Regions from separate parts of the Oryzias latipes genome. Here regions 1 and 2 are each linked to region 3. Evidence: chromatin contacts called from public Hi-C data. All regions are on one chromosome and are shown on one strand. The core of a region is the stretch at or near the end of the contact, and the rest is flanking DNA. Distances in the headings are between cores, read along the strand shown.

Region 1 (2,700 bases), core at 83-2,582, 240 kb after region 3:
AAGATCACAAATCATTGAAGAAAAAAGGTTTAGAGCACTGTCTAGTGCAGGGATCCCCAAGTCCAGGCCTAGAGGGCCGGTGTCCTGCTGGTTTTCCAGAAACCCCTCCTCATTTGCTGCTGATTACTTGGATCAGGTGTGTTTAGCCAATAAAGAGCTTCAAAGGCAGGTTGGTTGGAAAACATGTAGGACGCGGGCCCTCCAGGCTTTGATTTGGGGACCCCTGGTCTAGTGGGTCTAGATGACCCAACTCCCAATGGTAAAGTGCCTAGGATAGCAAAAGGGTTACTGGTATTATGGAAATAAAGTATTCAATCCCTCAACTTCCTCACATATGAACAGAAGTTCCATCCATTCCTAACCCAGAGTTCAATGTGATGTGGGTCCACCTTTTGCAGCTCTTACAGCTCCAACTCTTCTGGAAAGGCTGTCCACAAGGTTGGAAGCATGGAATTGTCCAAAATGACAACTGGAACTGACTGGGCAGTTCCAGTGGCGGCGTGCTCTACACCACTGCATCAACACTTTGCATTGCACTGATGTGTGGCTTGGAGGCAGCTGCTCAACCATGGAAACCCATTCCATGAAGCTCTCTGAGTGCTGGACTTGTAATCTAAAAGTCACAGGCAGTTTGGAGCTCTGTAGCCATTGTAGCACTATGAGCTTCAGCATCCTCTGACCTCTCCATCAGTTTACGTGGTCTACGTGGCTGAGAGTTTGATTTGATACACCTGTGCCCAGGCCAAGTCATTGAAACACCTGACCGATCATTTGAATGAATTTGAGTGAATACTTTTGGTTATATGGTGTATGTCTTCTTGGGGGACGATGATGTGTGGAGCAAAGAGGAAATGACTGTATGCAATTAAAAATCAATGTGTTGCTGCTCCGTTCTCTGCTCGGCTCACATCAGTATGAATAAACGTCAGAGGGTTGAGGTCAGTGAACAAAGACTTTCACATCAGTTCAAATAAGTTTTCAGACAAAATAAGACATTTTGGATTAAAATGATTTTTAAAAAATTCATTTTATCCATTTGAATTGAATAAAGGGTCAATCAATACAATTGATTTAATAGTACTGGCAGTAATGGCTACATCTTATGGTAATAGTACTTTAGTTCAAACTAAAAAATGAAACAAAGGTTTTTAAAAAAACTTCATAAGATTTATATAACGGGTATAACAGATTAAGACCTTTATAAAATAAAAGGTAATATTTTATGGAGAATCTATATTTATTTCCAAATAAAATAAATTCTTCGTTCACTGATCGTCAGTGTGATAACGGGTCAGGTGTTTAAGGTGTAGATGCACTGCGCCCTCTAGCGGCCGCAGTGGAGCAGTGCAGCCACAGCAAACATGGCGTCTGTCTGCCGCGAACGTCCTAACAGTAACGCTGTTTTTAAATACAATAAAGACGTTTTCAGCCGAAAAGAAGTCGTTCAAATGGGACAAAAGTAAAGTAAGAAATCTGTTACTTTGTATCAGATAAATTTTACTACTAAAAACTGCCTGTTTTGAGCGGAAATGACGTAACCGAGGCTTCTCTTCCACTTCGCCCTCGCGTCGCTGCAGCCTGTTTGTCTCCTGTCTGGGGGGGGGTCATGTCCCCGTCCCGGCTCGCCGTGGTGTGTGGGGGCTCCAGGGGGATCGGGGCGGCGGTGTCCCACCTGCTGGCAGAGAGGGGCTGCAGGTTGGCTGTTGTCTCAAGGAACGAAGACGCGTCCCGGGCCGCTGTGGCTGCTCTGCCCGGAGGTAAAGCACGGCCTCCGTCACCGAACACTGTCGGTTCTCCTGATGCTCACCTGTCTGATGACGTCATGGAGTAGAAAAGGCGCTCCGGATAAATCCTCTAGTGGTGGAACCGCTCTAGCTGAGTACGAGAGGTTAAATACTAAACTGCTGCTCATCCATCCGTCACTCTTCAGAACCCCATGAACCCCTCTTGGGGTCATAGGGCCGCTGGGGCCAACCAGCTGCTGTTGGTTGACACAGTCACACACTCACAAATGTCTAGGGGCCAGAGAGTCACCAGTTAACCTATGAAACATGTTTTTGGACTGGGGGAGGAAGCCTGGAGAAAGACCCACACATGCACGGAGAGAACATGGCTGGGTTTCAAACCAGGGCCTTCTTGCGTGAGAGTGCTAGCCACTACACCAGGGTACAGCCCTCTGCTGCATGTGCAGACTGCTTTAAGAAGACTTCTGTGAACGGACTAGAAGGTTCCGTCTGCAGAGAAGACGGACTGAGGGTCACTCCCCCCCCAGAGTCATTCAGGAGAAAATGGAGAACCCTATAGGACGATGGTCATGTCTGAGTTTGGCATAAATAACAACAAACATCTGGATGTCCCTAAGTCCTCCTTCCTGTTTTCCTCTGTAGTTCTGTCAGATCCAGGACCAGCCTGTGAGTGTCTTCCTCCCCTGCAGGAATGTGTCTGTAGAAGTTCAGCAGGAACATTAGAATGCTCCAGACACCATAGCAGAGCTTGCATGTGGTGGAAGTCTGCAGATGTCTCAGAATGGGTTTGTCCCTGGAACCACAGCCAGCTGTGTCTTCTCCTCAGCTGACCACGTGGCGTTCAGCTGCGACGTCTCCCAGGAGCAGGAGGTGCAGAGAACCTTTGAAAGCATCAGGAGGAGCTGCGGACGTGTGACCTACCTTGTGAACGCCGCAGGCATCAACAGGTGAGCTG
Region 2 (2,700 bases), core at 132-2,631, 170 kb after region 3:
AGAAAGCTGAGTTGCATCCAAAGAAGACCATACCTACTGTAAAGCATGGTGGTGGAACCATCATGGTTTGGGGCTGTTTTTCAGCAAACGGACCAGGACAACTGATGTAAAGGAAAGAATGAATGGGGCCATGTATCCTCAGATTTTGAGTGAAAACCTCCTTCCATCAGCAAGGACACTGAAGATGAAACATGGTTGGATCTTTCAGCACGACAACGATCCTAAACACACGTTGCCCGGGTAACAAAGGAGTGGCTTCATGAGAAACATTTCAAGGTCCTAGAGTGGCCTAGCCAGTCTCCAGATCTCAACCTCATAGAAAATCTTTGGAGGGGGTTGAAAGCTCGTGTGGCCCAGTGACAGCCCCAAAACATCACTGCTCTAGAGGAGATCTGCATGGAGGAATGGGCCAAAATACCAGCAACAGTTTTTGAAAACCTTGTGAAGACTTACAGAAAACGTCTGACTGCTGTCATTGTCAACAAAGGGTAAATAAATAGTATTGAGTTGAACTTTTTTATTGACCAAATACTTATTTTCCTCCATAATTTACGAATGAATTCTTTAAAAATTGGAGAATTTTTTTTTGCTGTTTTTTTCTCATTGTGTTTCTCATAGTTGAGGTTTACCTATGATGAAAATTACAGGCCTCTGTAATGTTTTTAAGTGGGAGAACTTAAACAATTGGTGGCTGACTGAACACATTTTTGACCCACTGCATATAATGTAATAAAAATGTACAATTGACCTGTAAGCTGAGAAAATCAAGCCTTTGACAATTTATTAGCTATTATTAATGAATATGTAGCACTGAATTGGAAAGGTGAAGATTTACTTATCATCAAAATATGGGTGATTCCAATTCTGGAATCGCCCATTATCATGATTCAAAGTGCCAACAAAGATTATTTTTACCTTTGTATTTATAGGCTATAGGTTCAAAAGATTTAGCTCTTTTCTGATGTATTTGTTTAAAACTCTTTCTTTGCAAAGAAGAAGACAGAGGAAAGCACAACGGAATTATTTCTGTTTGCATGGACAACATTTTCTACTGAAGGTGTCCGTAAACATGTGTTCTGGTTGCTTTTTATCAATTATACATATAACTAAGATTAAATTTGATCTAATTAAAGGGATAAGTATACACTTAAGTGCACAAGAAGTAAATAACGTGGGTCTTTTCAGAAACGGTCTCATAACTGGCTCGTTCGGCGCTTTTCCGGTGTTCTTATTTTTGTCTATTTTGGGCTGCCATACCCAGTTGTTAAGACAAACGTCCACAGCAACAGATCCAGAGAGGAGGGAGGGAGGAAATCCAGAGAGGAGGCGGGAAATTGTCAAGGAAGATGATGAGAGTTAAAATGAACCAATCCCTGAACGGCTTCTTGAAGCTGACCAATCAGAATGCAGGAAGGGGATTGCTGTCAGGGCATATGTGGCTTTAGCACAAACCAGACGTTCGGCAAAATAGCAGCGGAAAAAGACTGATGGTAAGCTCATTTTCAGACGGTTTGTGACTTTGACTAAACTCTTGCTTGTTTAGATGTTTTAGTAAATGTTCTGAGTTGTTATGGGGCTTTTATTTAACGAACCCTTTTCATCTTCGTGGAGCCTCTGGTGAGGTTAGCCATGATCTGGCAGCTGCGTCTCTGTCTGTCCGCATCATCATCACCTGCTTCTCTGCACACTTAGGAAGAAATTCAGTATAATGAGCGAAATTTTGCTCTAAAATCGGAAGCTTTTAAGGCATAGAGTCGTTTCTGATGCCATTTCAGAGCCAGCATGTGGAGCAGGTCATTTCAGTGACATGGACAAGTACGAAAACGTGAAGCAGATCGGGGAGGGCTCCTTTGGGAAGGCCATCCTAGTCAACTCGAAAGAGGATGGACGCCAGTATGTCATTAAGGAGATTGGCATCTCTGGGGTAACCTCCTTTAAAAAGAAGAAGAAGAAGAAGAGTTGATTTCTATTAGCCTTAGCATGTGCTGTAGGCTGACTCTAATGACATCCATGTTGCTTTTGGCAGATGTCAACCAAAGAGAGGCGGGAGTCTCGGAAAGAGGTGTCTGTTCTCGCCAACATGAGTCACCCCAACATTGTCCAGTATAAGGAGTCATTTGAAGGTATGGACAGTTCAGAGATCACCTGATCATCTAAAGAGTCTAAGAGTTCTCGTGCCCTTTCTAGTGATGGAGGACATGTATAAAGAAAATGAAGCTTAAAATTGCATTTCTGAGTGTTTCTTTATTCAAGTCGTTGTGAATCAGGAGCAGATGCATGTGGAATAAGCTTGGGGCTGTGATGTAGCTGCTACAGGTGGCGAGCCACAAGCCCCCTGCTCCGCCCTATTCTGATGCTTGCTCAAAATTAGATCCGTTGAAGTCCCACCTGTGACAGACTGCCGACCTGTCCAGGGTGTCCCCTGCCTTCGCCCACAAGTGGCCGGGATAGGCTCCAGCAGCCCCGTGACCCCGAAAGGGATAAAACGGCAGAAGATGAATACATGAATAAATTCCCACTCCATTCATATTTTGATAAATTTTCAAAGTGTTCCCAGTGGTCTTTCAATTATGATTCTACAGTTTTGAGCCAAAGTCCAAAAATCTTTGTCGTCTTCCAGACAAAAGTTGTGCAGCGAGGTAAGAATTCATTCAAAATTCACCTCTGAGTTGTGGGCGGGACTGTTGGCGTGGAAGTAAG
Region 3 (2,700 bases), core at 50-2,549:
CAATAAATCAAACTCTACTTGACTTTAGTTAATGATCACTGAATTTTTGTTTTGTTTTATTTTATATTTCTGTCTTTTTAATCTATGCATTTCAACATTTCTGTAATGAGTTTGATAAATATGTGTAAATTATTTATAGCTTTGACTACAATGCTTGAAATAAATCAATAAATCAAATCAATCAAACGGTGTTACCGTAGTGTGACATCATGGTTATGCTGCTTCCAAACAGAATATTTTCACATTGGAGTGTTTAAAAAATGGCATTTCACCCTTTTTTCTCTTTGATAACACATCAATCCTTGCTTTGTTTTTTTCTGTGGCTCACTTGTACCTCATTCTTACTCTATTTACATCATGTAAGCAACAAATGGCTGTAGTGGCTGTTTTGGTTCATTTGCTCCCCTCTGAGGGATCATATTCAGACTCAGGATTTTCAGAGCAAACCGAAGCTCAGTCCAATTGGAAACAAACTAAAAAAGATGGGTCAGAGAGCGGTTCCTGAAGCTTCTGTCACTGTGAACTCCACAGAACAGAGTCAGAGATTTACTGGGTCTCACTTTTCTGCTGAGTGAAGCCTAAGCCATCATCTGCAGGCTGCCCCTCTGCTTTTTCACCACAGATATGATCATGAAGATGTTTTCAGTGGAGCTTGTAAACTCTTATTGTGGTCCCTATTCATTCTGTTTCATAACAGCTGGTTGGGGTTTCATATTAAGGGCTGGGTCCTGTAGTTCCTCCCCAGCAGCCACTCTAAATGTTAACTGTGTTCACCATGATGGCAGTCAACATGTGGTTTCAGAGCTGGTCAAGCCTTTGGTTTACCAATCAGTGCCGTTGTGTCACTCAGTCTTTGTGAGTCTGTGCTGCCCACACGTCACACCAAACTGCTGCCCCGGCGGTAAATGACTGTCCAGAATTAAATGAGAGCTGGACAAATGAAACGACAACGTTCAGTCACGGATGAGACCATGTTTGCCTGTAACTGCTCTGGGTTTGACACTCTGCTGGTCGTTTTACAGTTTATCATTTTCCAGAAGCAAATCTGTAATTCTCAAGAACCACAAAAACTGAAATTCAACTTTAATATCTATATTTATGTCTTTTAGAATTTGACAGCAAAGGAATACCACCCAACAGTCAGGAGAAGCCATGAGACCTCATTGAGACAGAAAAGCATCTAGAGAGCAGTGAAGGAGGGAGAAGGGCTGCTTTTCCTGCAAGTTTGGGGCCTCACATCTGGGCTGCAACCTCTCTGCCTTTTCCAAAATGGAGTTAGGAGAAAAAAAAGAAAAACAAACTTTCAGGAGAAGGAGGGCAGGCTGCTCAGTGGTGGCAGGACATTTTCAGAGTGCCGCTGATGCATATGCGAGTGTTTGTGTGCAGTGTCACAGTGCGCCCTGCTGTCTATTTCTGGAACTGCACCAAAAAAAGAGAACTCAAAACGGGGCCAGAAAACAGCTTTTGTTGGTCTTTCATGGTTCAGATAGAGTCTTGCAGAGCATCATCGGCTCTCCTTTTCCTTTCCAAATGTTAAATCTCTTACAACAAGACAGCCTGCAGCCTGTAGAAAAAGCAAGATTGGTCTCAAAGTGCAAACGAAGCCTCTCTGTGCTTATACACTGTTTTCTGGAACTGATTCTGAGTCTTACATTTCCTAGTTTTTATGAGTCACAGACAGATAACAGTGAAGACGTCCACCCAGCCTGGACTTTCCCAGATTCCAAGAGTTTGTAAAGTTTGTAAAGCTCAGCACGGCGTTCTTAGGAACGCAGCAGATGTTTCTGCTGAAAAGCAAACACGAGGACTATCAAAGGGCTGACCTGCTGTGGACCTCTGTGACATGGAGCTCTTATTCACATGCAGCTTTCTGCTGCGTTTGGTGTCTTTTCATCCTGCTGTTTGTATTTATCTCTGCGTGTGTGTGTCTGGATGGTTGGAGCAGCAGAGCGGCTCGGGCTGCAATAAATTTCTGGCTCTGAAAAGGGAGGTTTTCCTGCTTGGCCTCTGATTAATGTCTTCCCACAGAGTACGACTCCAGGTGAGGATCAGTGAGACCAGATATGAAGAATTGATACCAAATAATTGGCTTTTGTCTTAGAGAACATCAGTTTTCATCGCTGGCTTTAGAACCACATAGATCATCGTGGTTGTTTTAACCTGACGCTCGCCTCATTCTTCTACATCAGGACCAGTCCACAGATGAAATGAATCAAGACATAATGAAAGAATTTACTGGCATAGGAAACGTATTGATGCTCGTAGTGGGAGTGGCTGGTTGGAGGCTGCTGCAGTTGTCAAACAGAAGAGTGTTAACGTGTCATTGGGTTATGAATATGGTCTGGCTCCTCCCTTTAGATAGATGGAGGTTTTTTCTATGTGAGCAGCTTGAATGACAGCTCGTCTGAAGTACTGCAGACTCTCTTTCTCTGACTCTGCAGCAAAGGAAGGGAAATGCATCTCTAGACTGGCAACATGTTTTGGGTGGAGGCTCTTTGAGCTCTTTGTTGGCCTTTCCTCTTTCTCACTTGGTGTTTGATGCAACAATGGCGAGTTGCTCAGTCAGCGCTGAGCATGTTTCTTCAGGGCCTCGTGCTCTCTGGTGCTGCGTTGGCTCTGAGCACAGCAGTAATGAGAAGTCCAGGTGCGGATTGCTGCCCTCCGGGAGGAAGTGGTTGTTTTCTCATATCTGACCCCGTC

What was found. A called contact is a pair of places that touch in the nucleus more often than the background predicts.
Region 1: a Hi-C map of fibroblasts shows a contact between it and region 3, with 1.9 times the contacts expected there. The contact joins the promoter of cbr4 here to the enhancer-like site in region 3. A contact is called at or near these places in 3 of 5 Hi-C or Micro-C datasets (embryo and fibroblasts).
Region 2: a Hi-C map of fibroblasts shows a contact between it and region 3, with 5 times the contacts expected there. The contact joins the promoter of nek1 here to the enhancer-like site in region 3. A contact is called at or near these places in 3 of 5 Hi-C or Micro-C datasets (embryo and fibroblasts).

The regions. Positions count from the first base shown.
Region 1 is chr4:1,108,390-1,111,089 of ASM223467v1, forward strand. cbr4 (carbonyl reductase family member 4) reads left to right here and starts at 1,333. Exons shown (of 6, transcript XM_011472872.3): 1 at 1,333-1,464; 2 at 1,578-1,757; 3 at 2,572-2,692. The coding sequence starts at 1,607.
Region 2 is chr4:1,038,688-1,041,387 of ASM223467v1, forward strand. nek1 (serine/threonine-protein kinase Nek1) reads left to right here and starts at 1,382. Exons shown (of 37, transcript XR_002873127.1): 1 at 1,382-1,490; 2 at 1,776-1,924; 3 at 2,027-2,123.
Region 3 is chr4:868,817-871,516 of ASM223467v1, forward strand. The region is part of intron 5 of scfd2 (sec1 family domain-containing protein 2); the gene reads left to right. Among protein-coding and RNA genes, the nearest start is that of LOC110015045, 39 kb to the left of the region's middle. Within about 2 kb of position 1,300, at least 1 of the 8 cell types and tissues checked has an H3K27ac peak or open chromatin away from gene starts, as enhancers often do.